5 separate regions of the Sus scrofa genome follow, and all the other regions are linked to region 2. The links are chromatin contacts, called in public Hi-C and HiChIP or PLAC-seq maps. All regions are on one chromosome and are shown on one strand. Each heading gives the region's core, a stretch centred on a gene start, on an enhancer-like site or on the middle of the called end of the contact. The rest is flanking DNA. Distances are from core to core; before and after follow the strand shown. Region 1 holds the start of BZW1 (basic leucine zipper and W2 domains 1). Region 2 holds the start of FAM126B (a long non-coding RNA gene). Region 3 holds the start of NIF3L1 (NIF3-like protein 1). Region 4 holds the start of CASP8 (caspase 8, apoptosis-related cysteine peptidase). Region 5 holds the start of CLK1 (CDC like kinase 1).

What was found. Hi-C and Micro-C count contacts between places; a contact is called where the count stands out from the background. HiChIP or PLAC-seq counts read pairs in DNA pulled down with a chosen protein or histone mark.
Region 1: a contact with region 2 is called in a Hi-C map of skeletal muscle, with 4 times the contacts expected there. The contact joins the promoter of BZW1 here to the promoter of FAM126B in region 2. A contact is called at or near these places in 1 of 47 Hi-C or Micro-C datasets (skeletal muscle) and 1 of 2 datasets of contacts at active chromatin or transcription factors (alveolar macrophages).
Region 3: a contact with region 2 is called in an H3K27ac HiChIP or PLAC-seq map of alveolar macrophages. The contact joins the promoter of NIF3L1 here to the promoter of FAM126B in region 2. A contact is called at or near these places in 2 of 47 Hi-C or Micro-C datasets (fetal heart ventricle and skeletal muscle) and 2 of 2 datasets of contacts at active chromatin or transcription factors (alveolar macrophages and skeletal muscle).
Region 4: a contact with region 2 is called in an H3K27ac HiChIP or PLAC-seq map of alveolar macrophages. The contact joins the promoter of CASP8 here to the promoter of FAM126B in region 2. A contact is called at or near these places in 1 of 5 promoter capture datasets (liver), 1 of 47 Hi-C or Micro-C datasets (skeletal muscle) and 2 of 2 datasets of contacts at active chromatin or transcription factors (alveolar macrophages and skeletal muscle).
Region 5: a contact with region 2 is called in an H3K27ac HiChIP or PLAC-seq map of alveolar macrophages. The contact joins the promoter of CLK1 here to the promoter of FAM126B in region 2. A contact is called at or near these places in 2 of 2 datasets of contacts at active chromatin or transcription factors (alveolar macrophages and skeletal muscle).

What each region holds. Positions count from the first base shown.
Region 1 is chr15:104,524,505-104,527,204 of Sscrofa11.1, forward strand. BZW1 (basic leucine zipper and W2 domains 1) reads left to right here and starts at 1,432. Exons shown (of 12, transcript NM_001244493.1): 1 at 1,432-1,511.
Region 2 is chr15:104,746,381-104,749,080 of Sscrofa11.1, forward strand. It overlaps FAM126B (a long non-coding RNA gene), which reads right to left and starts at 1,308. Exons shown (of 12, transcript XR_002339352.1): 1 at 1,158-1,308; 2 at 336-373. NDUFB3 (NADH dehydrogenase [ubiquinone] 1 beta subcomplex subunit 3) reads left to right here and starts at 1,455. Exons shown (of 4, transcript XM_021075852.1): 1 at 1,455-1,612.
Region 3 is chr15:104,582,470-104,585,169 of Sscrofa11.1, forward strand. It overlaps NIF3L1 (NIF3-like protein 1), which reads left to right and starts at 1,267. Exons shown (of 7, transcript XM_003133583.6): 1 at 1,267-1,339. It overlaps PPIL3 (peptidyl-prolyl cis-trans isomerase-like 3), which reads right to left and starts at 1,283. Exons shown (of 6, transcript XM_013984381.2): 1 at 224-1,283. The coding sequence starts at 226.
Region 4 is chr15:104,925,038-104,927,737 of Sscrofa11.1, forward strand. CASP8 (caspase 8, apoptosis-related cysteine peptidase) reads left to right here and starts at 1,320. Exons shown (of 9, transcript NM_001031779.2): 1 at 1,320-1,366.
Region 5 is chr15:104,560,740-104,563,439 of Sscrofa11.1, forward strand. CLK1 (CDC like kinase 1) reads right to left here and starts at 1,403. Exons shown (of 13, transcript NM_001123099.1): 1 at 1,309-1,403.

The DNA.
Region 1 (2,700 bases), core at 182-2,681, 220 kb before region 2:
AAGTACAAACCAAGGCACTGTTTCAGTGAAGAGAAATGATTTTGGCTGCACTTGGGAAGATTATTCTGGAAGTGTGGAGAAAGGGACAGAACAGTTAGAAAGTTACTGCAAAAGTCGCAGTTAGAGGTCTCTAGTTCAATTAAGATTCATTGAATGGATAAATAAGAAAGATCTTGGTGGCAAGGCAGCATATTATAGCAGTGGAGCCAGACTGCTTGAGTTCAAAACAAGCTCTTCATTCGCTAACTGTATGAACTTGAGCAAGTTACTTGGCCTCTCTATACTTCAATTTTCCTATCTATAAAATGGAACTGGAGTTCTCTTGTGGCACAGTGGGTTAAGATCTGGCATTGTCAATGCTGTGGCCCCAGTCACTGCTGTGTCGTGGTTTGGATCCCTGGTCTGGAAACTTCCACATGCTGCAGGTGTGGCCAAAAAAAAGAGAGAGAGAGAGAAAGAAAAGCTATAAATTAAATGGGGCTAATAATAATTTCTAGATCATAAGGTAGTTTTGAGGATTAAATGAGGTGAATACAGAAAATGCTTAGAAGAATGCATGACACATACCTGCTAAAGTAGCAATTATTTTTATTAGTGAAACGTTTTATTAATTTAGTGGTTCTCATATGTGGTACCTAGACCAGCAGCATCAAGCATCACAAGGAATTGGCTGGAAATGCACATTCCCACACCAGATCTACATACTTCGGGTGAAGCTCAGCAGTGTGTTTTAACAAGTCCTCCAGGGGATTCCGATGATCTCCGAGTCCCCACAACCAACATACTCAAGAGGGAACTACAGAGACCACAGACAAGGATGGCGGTCACATTCGGAGGACCGAGTTTCCTTCCGACACCAATCTGCATTTTCCTCCCTCTTAAGAGAGGCAGTGCACGACCCCACCCAGCCAGCACTGCAAAGCAATGTTGCCTCGCTCCGGACTTAACCTGAGCAAGTTCTGCCAACGCGGGCTGGAGTGGAAGCCAGGTGTAGACACTTTACCAAACTCAGCCTTTGCCCACGAAGGACTCAGGCGCCCCCAGCCCTTGGGCTCCGACTTCCGGCGCTAGAGAAGGAGGTCGGTGGAGAAGGGACTCAGAGCGGACGTGTCCAACTTCCTCGGCACCGGCGGGGGTGGTAGGGAATATTCGTTTTCCTAATCCCTCCGAGTGCCAACTAAGAGACCCGATGATGCGGCGGTGATAGAAAGATGGTCTAATCTAGGATAAACGTCCTGGAAACCTAGAACCCAGTGAGGGAATAAAGAAGCCTTCAAAATCCTCTCGGCTTCCTTCACCTCCTTTCTCATCCCATGCCCCAAAGCCGCGATCAGGGAGGGGCGGGGGAGAGCCCCAGAGGAGGAAATCTCGCGATAGGACACAGACCGGGGCGGGGGTGGCACCTCTTCCCTCCGCCACCTCCTCGCGTTAGTTCCGGTCGCAGAGGAGACACCGCCGCAGTTGCCGCCACCTCCGGGATTTCTGGCTCTTTTCTCTTCGCCTTAAATTCGGTGAGGCGCAGACCTCGCTCATCTTGGGCCGACGTTGTGGCTCCTCGTCGCTGAGCAGAGGGTGAAGGAGGCGGCAGGCCCTGTGCGGCCCAGCTTGGATGGGCCCGGGCGGAGGCCGCCGCATGAGGCCGGACGGGATCCAGGGCCTGGATTCGGGGATCGGGGCCGCCGCCTCAGCGGGGAGGCCGAGGGACGGCTGCCCGGACCGGAACGAGGGTCCTGTGTGTGCCCCGCGGAGGCAGAGGCGGTGGGCGAGGCAGACCCCCCCTCCGGCCCTGCCCGGCCTGGGTAACAAAGCCACCGCGGCCTCTGTTGGGTGATGTACGCGTGGGGGGCTTCCGGCGGGCGGGGCGGAGGAGCCGCCACCACCACTGCGGCCGCCCCCACCGCCGCTGCTTTCGCTGGAGGGCGGGCGGATGTACGGAGCGGCGGGGCCCCCGGCGCGAAGCGCCTCGGCTCCTGTGATCCGCTCGTTGCGGCGGCCGCCTCCGCCGTCGACGGGGTCAGTAGAGAAGGGGCTGCAGACGAGGAGCAGCCCCTACGGCGCCCTGCCTGGGGCTGAGGGGTCCTGGGCGGGGGCAGGTTGTCTGTGGCTCGGCCGGGAGGCACAGGAAGAGTTGGATGGGGAAACACGTGCCGCGGGAGGAGGCTTGGATAGGAGAGTATTGGGCGAAGGAGGCTGGCCTGCTTTCAGGTTCTTTTGAAGGCAGGAGTGGTGCAAGCGGCCTCTGCGGTTACGGGCACGACTTGAGGGGAGGGTAGTGCTGCTCCTCAGATGAAGGGATTCGCCTTCTGACTGTGTCTTTAAATTGATGTACATGTTTTGGATACCTCCTGACTCTGGTGGTCATCTCTGTTTAGCCCTCTTTAGTACTTAGAAGTAATGGAAGATGTAGGCGAGTTTAAAGAGGAACGAGGAAGAGCCTAAACTATGTTTATGATGGGTGATTTGCCACCAGTCACTGTGGCACTGTAAAGTCATTTAAAAGTATCCTTCACATTCCGTCTTTAAAACGGTTTTTGTTTTTTTTTTTTTTTTTTGTAGAAAGAAATGCGGATTTAAAACTTATATTTAGTTCAGGCAAAGGCAGTTCTTTGTGCCTGCCCAGGTCTATTGCTTGTCTGAAAGTTTATGATCTGTGTGGTTTATAAGTCCCTAGACCAAGGTTTGATGCTTTGTTTTTAAAAT
Region 2 (2,700 bases), core at 58-2,557:
TAAAAAAAAAAAACCCACGATGATGTACAAGTAATTATGTCTATAAATGCATTTTACCTCTACTGGAGAGATACAAAGAACATACTTTTTAAACCCAAGAAATAAATAATTCATAAATAGCTTCTCAACTTACAGAGCAAATTACTTAAAAAGGTGATTCCCCCGGCAAAAAAAAAAAAAAAAAAAAAAAAAAAAAAAAAAAAACAGAAACAAAAAACCAAACGAATTCAGACCACCACCTTATTTTCACAGTCTCTAACTTTCATAATATTTAGGGGGTAAAAAAAAAAAAATCTACCAACTAATTATCTAGTCATTTTCCAACTTGCACTTACCTCGTAGTATATATAAGTTCTTGAGGCTCTCCACTTTCCTGAAGATTAAAAAAAAATTTTTTTTAAATTAGCCTTGACCCTCAAAACAAATTCACGAACTATAAAACGTGAACCTGGCCACGCTCATCTCAAACAAACATTATCTCTCAGCCCAAGTCCATATTTGGGATGAGCTCTTCGTGACTACTCTATCCTTCATGCTTCCTCGCCCACAGAGCCTGCCAGGGTAGAAAACAGTCAAAGCAGTGAAAAAAACTATTCTGACATATCAATAGGTTGCAAGATCTCTTCTTCCAGGAGGGCAACCTACTTGTTTGGGTAAATAACAGCCATGGATTACATAATGCACAGCTATGAAGAGTTTCAAGGATCTGACCGCCAGTAAATATTTCTTCTCCGCTCCCTCCGTCCCCACCCGGAGAAATGGCCCTACGAAGCAAGCCCTAGGATTTCTCTCAGGTGCCTGCAATGCCGCGTCCTCTTCTCTCTTGGAGCTTCATGCAAGGAGTCCTCCAGCCCTCATTAAACCGTCTTGCTCCCGCCTCTTTCCGGTCTCCGCCGGCGCCTCCGCAGCCCCCCACGCCCGAGGCCCCCACGTCGCCACTGGGCTCAGCCTCCACCCGCCTCGGCTGCTTTCTCTTCCTCACGACCCTCCCAAGCTGCTACCTGGTCTCTGAAAGGTTCCGGAACCACAAACACTCCAGCTACCGCCCTTTCCGAACCACCCACGTTAGATCCTCTCTATACTCCCTGCAGCCAGAGAAAAAGAAAATCCCTCTTTTCTGGTACTCCGTGTCCCCTAAAGACAGCGCCGCCGCCTACCTGTCACCCCGCTGCCTCCGGCTTCTTACCGCCACCGCCTCCCGCAGCAGCCTGCCAACTGCAGCGCAACAACCGGCCCTCCCATTGGGTGGGTCCACGCTCCAACAACAGCTCCGTTGATTGGAGAAAAATGGCCGCGGCCCTCCCTTTGTGCAGCGTCTAAAGATTCCGGTCTCCCAACAAAGACTCGTTGCTCTTCCCCGCCCTTGGGTCCTTCACTGTTTCTCTTACATCAGTCAGACTCCAGATGCACAGATATGCGGGGAAATTTCCCACTTCCAGCCATCTTCATGTCATCTCCACCTGGACCAGGAATCTGTGCCCCCAGGACCAGGGTATTAAAATTCTCCTCTGCTTTCCTGCCGTGAGGTACTCAAGGTGACAACTTCCGTTTCCGGTTGCCTCCGGCTGGAGGGTTGAATGTTGAGTGTCCTGAGAGGTCAGATTGCTGTCAGGTAAATTGGGGATTTGGTGGGAGATCTGTTGATCGAGAATAAGAATGAGACTCTATCCTGGGAACTGTCAAAAAGGAGAGACTAAATGAGGAAAGATGATGAGAATATGTAACTCAAAATTGAAGGAGATCGAAGAACTAGCAGCGGAGAACTATGAAGTCTTTGAGTTGTGAGAGGTGATTGTAGAAGGATGTAGTGAGAATCCTTGTGGTTGCTAGGTACAGATGCTATTTTTCCACTTCTGCCACTTGCAGCACCCCCTTGCCCCATGTTTTTTGGTTTACCAGCTCTCAAATTGAATATTTGTAAAATAGGAATAACTGTAATACCTGCCTTACCGTCATGCATAGTATAGGTTTGATTTAAGATTTTTCTGGTATGAATGTTTATGACATAATGTTAAAGTGAAAAAAAAGGGTACAAAACCACATCAATTTTTGCAGTGATTACTGTTTTTATTTATTTATTTATTTAGTCTTTTGAGGGCCGCACCCGTGGCATATGGAGGTTCCCAGGCTAGGGGTCTAATCGGAGCTGTTGCTGCCAGCCTAGGCCAGAGCCACCGCAATGCCAGATCCGAGCCTCGTCTGCGACGTACACCACAGCTCATGGCAACACGAGATCCTTAACCCTGCTGAGCGAGGCCAGGGATTGAGCCTGCGACCTCATGGTTCCTAGTCGGATTGTTTCCACTGAGCCAAGACGGGAACTACAGTGATTACTATTTTTAAATTGCATATATGCAGATAAAGGGGCTGGAAGAGACATCACATGTGAAAATAGATAATTTGTCTTTTGTGTTCTAATGTTACTACCGTATTCGCAGTTTTGGTTTTTTTTGTTTATTTGTTTGCTTTTTCTGTCTTTTTGCCATTTCTAGGGCCGCTCCCGCGGCATATGGAGGTTCCCAGGCTAGGGGTCGAATCGGAGCTGTAGCCTCCGGCCTACGCCAGAGCCACAGCAACGCAGGATCCGAGCCGCATCTGCAACCTACACCACAGCTCACGGCAACGCCAGATCGTTAACCCACTGAGCAAGGGCAGGGACCGAACCCGCAACCTCATGGTTCCTAGTCGGATTCGTTAACC
Region 3 (2,700 bases), core at 17-2,516, 160 kb before region 2:
GCTAGTCAGATTTGTTACCACTGAGCCACAATGGGAACTCCGAAAAACATAAGAATTTTAAAGTGATTTTGTTTCGGTTTTGTTTAGAATCATTTTATACTCTACACTTCTACAGCTTATCATTTGTCTTGTCATTGAAATCTCCATGCAGTTTTATTTCCCTTGACTAGATTTCTAAAAATTATATATACAAAGACATTCATAAGAATTCTATAAAACTTACCATTTTTCTTCTTGATGGTTTCAGGATGTACTGTTACTTTCTTACAGTTTATTGACAGAAGTTCAAAAACGAGCCTCTATTTCCAAAAGAAAAAGAATTAATTCATTTCCCTCTTTTAACTCAAACATGCTCATGTTTCCTGCATATTTAAAAGAAAAATTCTCGAGGAGAACAGATCCCTCCCAAGTAATCCGGTTGTGGAAGCGATCAAGCAATCCTACTCATCTCCAGCCCCTAAACTCCTACTTCCCCTGCTTACTCTTCAAGAAGAGTCTGATACATTTCTGCCTTAAGCCTAGCATTGGGTTTTCCCTTCGCCTGGAACACTTACACTCAGTACGGCTATTTCCCTCACCTCCAAGTCGCTGCTCAAAAGTTAAGTCTCATTGACCTGATAAATCTATTTAATACTGTCTTAAAGATTTCCTTTCCCTAAAGCACTTAGCACTAATATATTATATGCTTTAATTGCTTAATTCAACAACACCCTCCCCTCCAGAATACTCACTCCAAGCAGCTTAAAAACTAAAGCATAGAGCGCTCTTCCAGTGTTCAAGTGAATGAAAGAGTAAGTGACGCTACCCCATACTTACTTAACCACTTCACTGAATACAGATATTTTTTTAGTCAAGAAATAGATTAAGATAGGAAGCTTGTGAGAAATTCAAGTGGTCAGGCAAGGAGGCTCTGCCCACAGCTGTTGTTAAAACAGCAAAGATTCAATAACAGGTGCTCCGGAGAGTCTGTAAATTCCAAGAAAGTTTCTTCAGGCCGCCACCCGGAAGTCGAGCAGGAGACCCACTTAGGAGAACGCCCCTCCTCTGCTCACCTCCTTCCTCCTCCTCCCTATCCCAAACCCAACCGACCAGAACGAGGGAGAGGATGTAATTTATCCCCATCAGGAACTCCTTTGACCTTAGAGAACTTCTTAAATAATCACACTAGGACAAAAGGCGTAATGTTGGGCAATCCCTACAGGCGCCCCTGAACTCAGATGCAAAATAGGAAAGACCTCTTCCGCCCAGCTCCCCCGCCCCGCCCACTTTTACGCCTCCAGGAAGTTCTGCGCAGGACCGGAAGTAGCGCTCTTGGCAACCTGGGACTGGTGATTCTCCGGTGGGTTAGATTCCTGCGTGCGGCAATGAGGCCCTGTCGGCGCGCTGTGGCCCTTGCAGGCTGAGGTTTTGGGGGTGCTGCCGCGAAAGGAGGCGGGGGAGGAGATAGGCGCAGAAAACCGGTTTGCTGCACCAGAGCCTAGGGTTCTAGAGCGGCCAGGGTCCTGACTCGCGGCTTGCCCACTGTGCTCCCCGCACTTTTAATTGTTCTGGAAAAGGCTTGAAGTGGGGCTGAAATAAGAGGGCGAGGTTCACAGGCTGTAAAGTGGGTCCTGCTAATAATACTTATTAACAAGCAGTGCTGACTTTAGGCCAAGCATTTTCTCCAACTTTACGGTGAAATCTTGCGACGATACCGTGAGCTGAACGCTATTCTATTCTTCAGAGATGGGAACCGCAGAGATAGAGTAATCTGTTTAGACAGCTGCGGCTCGGGGAGTCAGTCTGGTTTTAGGGTCAGGTGCCCTTCACACTGTGCCCTGCTGCCTCCTATTCTTGTTAATGAGCTACGCAGCTTGTAGATTCATAGGAAATGGTGGTTTTGTTATTTCCAAGGGCTGCTTCAGATCTAACAATAGATAACTCAAAACCAGTGTGGTGGCCCACTAGAGCTTCACTTTAGCGCTTGCCAGATTTAGAAGTCTGGGGAGTTGGAGTAGTGTCAGGGAATCTGGAGAGTGGAAGTGGTATAAGGACCCTTAGAAGATCTTCAAAGACCCCAGGCTCCAGTGGTTTGTGGAGGCTCCACATGACTCCAAACCATATACTGAATATGGTTTGGGGCCCATTTGCTGCCCATTCATAGAGTGATCCACGTACGCATCCCATGATTCTGGCTGCTGACAAAACACTTCATTTTTAAAATATGTTGTTGTTACTTTTTTCCCATAAAGCACCTTTTAATGTTTGTCTCTACCACCATAACTTAATTCTGCTGTGATAAGGGAATGGAGACTGTGCCGGTCTGTGCAGTAAGCATTTAGCACTGGCCTGTATTGGTGATACTGAGATACAGAAGAGATAGTTCCTGTTCTCTGGTAGCTTGCCAGTACTGTGGGAGACAGAAAACAGGAATGTAACATAAGAAAAACTAGGGCAGAAGCAGGTGGGATGGGGGAGGGGGACACAGAAAAGGAAGGTTTGTTAAGAAAAGCTTTATTTAGGAAGTCAAAGGGGACTTGGAAAGAAGGGTAATAGAGAAATGGAGAAGGCTGGTTCAAGCAAGGATGGGGTGAGCAAGAACAAGGATGTGGGGTGGGGGCAGGAAGGAGATGAACATAATTGTGTGTTATCTACCAGGCTTGTTCCTGGTGACTTAAACATAGTAATCCATTTGCTTCTCCAGATGGCCCGTGAGGTAAG
Region 4 (2,700 bases), core at 70-2,569, 180 kb after region 2:
CTTAGCCTGATCCAGCTTGCAAACGTTTGCCCATCTGATACGTACAAAGTAGGGAGCTCGTTGCTTTATTTTGCATTTTTCAGCTTCTTCATGAGTCTGAGCATCATTCATCCACTTTGGCCATCTGAGTACCCGGTCAGGGAACCCTGTGTTTCTATCCACTGTCCTTCTATAGGGTTTTTCTTTTTCCCTTGTTGATTTGCAGGAAACCTTGTAACATTCTAGATGTTGCTACTCTTGTGTCCTGGGAACATGGACACAAAAGTTTCAGTCTCTGCTTTTGTGATGCTCACAGCTGAGGACAGGAACTAGTCACAAAACAGCGGGACACCAACTGGCTGGATGCTCTGGAGAGTCTCGAGGGAGAGTCAGGAAGACCCTCCTGGCCTAAGAGTTAGCCGTGAAAAGGGCTTCATTCTGTTGGTGTGTTTTCCCTCATAATTCTCAGAGTGGAGTCAGGGGTAGCAAAGGGCCACCACACTTCTCCTCGGCCCTGGGCAGGTGGCCGGGCTCTTTCAGACACCTCATTAATCCTCAGGCATCCGTGAGATGGGTCTCTGCCCTCTGAAAATTTATATTCCACTTGGGGAGAAAAAAAAAAAAAAGCAGTTCTGAAGAAGAGAGTTATTTGATTTTATCCCCCTCTGTTTTTATCATCAGAAAACATTTCAACTGACTGACAGCAAAAAGGCAGGGTTAATGTGTATTTTGTTCTCTGTTGTATCTCCAGGCCCCAGGCCGTGGTGAGGACCCCAGGATTTGCCTCCTTGGTAAGTTCTGCTGGGAACTTTGCAAGGAAGGACTGTGCTTCTAGAATTTTCTAGGCAGCTGAAAGTGGGACCTGGTGGCCTCCGGGTCACGAGGTGATCGTTGTATTTGAGGGCCAGTGGGGAAACCATGAGCGTTTCTGTTGAAGGTCAGCAGAGCCTCTGAGAGCTGTGGTGAGGGGCCTCCATTTCTAGACCTCCTGGCCACGCAGGAAGGCTCCATGAATTGAAAACATTGATGTCTTCATCACAAATGCAGCAAAATCTGTAAACCCTTGAAAGAAGAGAGTGGTAAACGAGGGTCCAAGGGAAAATGACCTGCCCAAAGCCACACAGCCAGAGCCAAAGGTCAAGTGGCCAGGGTCCCCGCCCAGCCCTGCCTCCTGTTCTTGGGCTCTCTCCTGGAGCTCTAGACGGAGGTGCTGCCTGGAGGCTGGCCTACCTCATTCAGCCTAAGTGACTCAGGAGTTTCGAAAACAGGAAGTTAGTGAGCTGTGCTGTTGGTTCTTTATTCGACTTTTATTCTTGTCGTAGATGGGCCAGGAGAGAAGAGGCCTGTGAAGCGGCTGCCACGGTGAGGATCCCAGGATTTGCCTCCGGTAAGGTCGGATGGGCCTCTGGAGAGGAAAGCCTTTGATTTTAGGGTTTTCTAGGCGCTGAGTGTGGGAGCTGGTGGCCGCAGGGCCCATGGGGAGTTCCTTGTATTTGAGTGGGGATGGGGACCCTGGGAGAGGGAGCAGCTCCTCTGAGAGCTGTGGTGAGGGTCCCCAGATCCCAGATCTCCAGGCCCCTCCGGCTTCGGTTGGTCATTCCTGGGTGTTTTTTTGTTTTGTTTTTGTTTTTTTCATGATACTTCAAGCCAATTATGCTGGGCAGATGATCAAATAGAAACCAAAATTTAAATCTCAACTGACTTTCCTGCTATAGTTACCCATCTGCTGATACACAGACCCACCAATATAAACACATGCATCAACAGATACATGCGTGCACACCTAAGAATTCAATTGTTTATTTTTTTGAGAAATTGAAGGGGTGCAGAATAGTACAGGAATAATATAATGGCAACCACACACTGGTCATCAGAGACTTGTGCTTGTGAGGTTGAGCATTTATTGGTGAAGTCACACATCTCTTCGGTTTGGCTAGAAGTTTTTTGAGGTTTGGACACATTTTCTGGGGTGTGTGATAGTGCTGGCTGGGGCCTGCAGTGGACAGTGTTTGTCTGCAAGGTGGACCTCTGGCAGGTTCTGGGGGAACCCCCAGTTTGGGGCAGCCAGCCTGGGCTTGTGGGAGCGACCACACTATCACTTAAGTGTTTCGGCCTGACAGCAGCTTTCAAGTACTCTTGAGCGTTGAATGAGATACAGATTGTTGTCTCAGAAGACCAATGCAAATTTGGGGTTCCTTTTCCCTAGCTTTGAGGTAGTTTCCCAAAGGAGCAAGGGTGCTGCTGGAATGGTGCCCGAAGGATTGTTTGTGATTTGATGAGATTTATTTGCAATTATATTGCGGCATAAAAGGTGATTTAGGATTCTGGGATAAGACGCTGAGGTCTAAATCCAGGCTCCAGCATGTATTGGCTTGGTGTGTAAGGTTCTAATCCTCTCTTGGCATTAGTGGATTTGTTAAAAAGTCCAGTTTTCGTATTTTGGGGGTTTCTGTGGTCTTTCCAATTTTTAAATAATTTATAATCTTCAAAAACATTTTGATTATGTGTCTTTCTTCATTAAATTCCTTCACTGGCTTCCAACTGTAATTAGAATGAAATCCAAATCTTTGTGATGTCTGTCATTGAGGCCCTTGAGTGAGATGCTCAAATCTGGGCCTGATGCTTCTCACCAGCTTATTTCCAAAGTGATTTTTCACCATAGCAAAATGAGGGGGTAACAGCAATATCTTCAGAGGATTATAGTAAATGAGACAAGAAAAA
Region 5 (2,700 bases), core at 153-2,652, 190 kb before region 2:
TCACTGTTTGATAAACCGAAAAAAAAATTTTTATCTCTAAATCTGGAGTCTGAATTCTACTCATAGATTCCTGCATTATACATGCCAAGATCAGATTTACTGAAAGAGGGCTGAAAAAGAAAAAAGAAAAGGGAATTCCAATTGATCAACTTTGGGAAAAATCCTTTCCTGCCAGAAGCACGCATTTACTTTATATATAACTCGCCCATTCAGATGTGCATCACTTTTTTTTATTATTTCCCCAATACAATTTTTTTTCTACTGTACAGCATGGTGACCCAGTTACACATACACGTATACATTCTTTTTCCTCACATTATCATGCTCCATCATAAGTGACTAGACATAGTTCCCAGTGCTACACAGCAGAATTTCGTTGCTAATCCCTTCCAAAAGGAGAGAAACACCTAGCTTAGCCTACGAGCAACTTACACAACCATCGGTGTAAACCATTTTCCCTAAAGAAATGTCAGAACCAAAAATCCCTAACAACTTGAAAAAGACATTAGAGATAAACTTTTCATCAACTACCGTTCACAGCAGTACTAACCGCCCGGGCACCACCTCGTCTCTAAACACAACTTAAGGGGATCCAATTGTTCCCAAGGGGGTGGGCTGGGGGAGAAACTCCCAAGCCTGTGCCCGACCGCCTGGCTTCTCTCACAAGCTCCTCCAAATATGCCACATCATTTCTCTTCCGTCGAGTTCCTAAACCTGCTTTCTGTTTACGCCACTGACGGCAAAGACACTCGCCATTTCCCCTCGAATTACTTTAAGACTCGAGCGGACAGTGAGACCGTCTTACACCCGGTCCCTGTGTTCCTTCTTTCCCTCTGTTACGAACGAAGGTCCTCAGAGGAGCGCGTCTCACGCACATTCCAGAACGCCGTTCTGGCGGCCACCCTCCGCCCGCAGCTTCGCCGCCTCCGCCCCGCCGCCATCTTAGAGCTCGGCCGACGCCTGCGCCACCGACATGGCGCTCGGAGCGCCGGGGATCGGGATCCCTGCTCCCTCTAGGGAAGGCACACGTTCGAGCTCTCTCCGCCTAACAAACACTGTCACTACCCTCCGCCAGGGTCTGGAGCGTCACGGTTCAAATAGAAATCCGCAGCGGCGGACTCGGAAAAGCATAGAAGACGAGCTGTCCACCTTTGTGCAGCCGAAGCGCGGTGGGGGGCGGTGCGAGGGGAAAAGGGGTCACCCTGCAGGACTGCAGACGGCCAACAAGCTTGAAGGGGAACGTCACAGACGCTCTCGGGAAACAGAAAAGGGGCCCTGACACCCAGCCCGCTTCCTTCTGCATCTTACCGTCCAGGCCAAAAAGTCCAAGCCTCAGGAGACAATGCTTGCAACGCGACAACGGAAAACACCCAGCTGGCTGCGACAAGGTCCAACAACAAAATGGAGCCGATTGCCGAAGCGTCTGGGCTCTCCGGGAAAACAAGATGACGCTGCAAACGTCACTCCGCCTCCGGGTGGGGCGGGGCTTGCACAAAGGGTGGGGCTGAGCTGGCGCCCAGGGAGGGGGGCGGGGGACGTGTGCGCAGGCGCCGGGTTCGAAGCTCCGCAACCAGGTTGAGCAGAGGGAGCTGTGACCGCGGCCATGTTGTCTCTGTTCTGTGTTTGGGCTGAGGAGACGTTTTAAGCGTTGGGGAGGAGCGCCTCGTCCATGCTCAACTAAAAATTGTATTTGTGAACGCTAGAAATGAGAAGCTGAAGGAAGCAGAGTGCGAAATAGCGTTACAACGTCTAAAATAATGCTTTAAAAAATTTACACCACCTTCATCAGATAGTTCCAAATTAGGACGTGCCTGGATTTGGACTTTTGCTAAGGTTCTGAAACCAATTTAAAATTTTAGTGGCTGGGACTCACGGACAGAAATTGGATTGGAAGGATTTTCCCGAGATTTTCAAAGGCGAAGAAATGTGAGAGGGACTCCTCACAATATAGCAACACTTCCGCATGGAGCAAGGCCTCTGCGTGTAAAGGCCAAGTAAACTAAAGAGTTGGGGTGGGGGGACTGAAAGATCATTAAGAGAAGACAAATTTGGACTTCTCTTGGAGTTCCCTGGTGGCTCAGCAGCTTAAGGATCTGATGTCACTGCTGTGACATACTCTTTTCTCGCCATTGAAAGGCTTATACTCCTTCCATTTCTTTATCATATATACCTGAGGCACATCTTTGATAGTGGGTTAAAAAAAAAAAATGGCCGGAAAATGGGAACTAGAATCAAATGAGGAGTTCCCTTGTGGTGTAGTGGGTTTAGGATCCAGGCTGACACTGCAGCAGCTTGGCCATGAAACTTCTACATGTCTTCCAAAAGAGGACAGAATTATCTGGAAACAACCTCTGAATAACAAAAATAAAGCTGCAACTTGATAGAACAAAGTAATTGCCGACCCTGGCCATAAACATTAAAAAAAAAAAAAAAAAAGGAAGCTCTGAGGAACTGCTCTGAAGAGGTAGGGAAGAGGTCAGTATTATGATTTTTTTTTTTTTTTTGTCTTTTGTCTTTTTTGTTGTTGTTGTTGTTGCTATTTCTTGGGCCGCTCCCGCGGCATATGGAGGTTCCCAGGCTAGGGGTCGAATCGGAGCTGTAGCCACCGGCCTACGCCAGAGCCACAGCAACGCGGGATCCGAGCCGCGTCTGCAACCTACACCACAGCTCACGGCAACGCTGGACCGTTAACCCACTGAG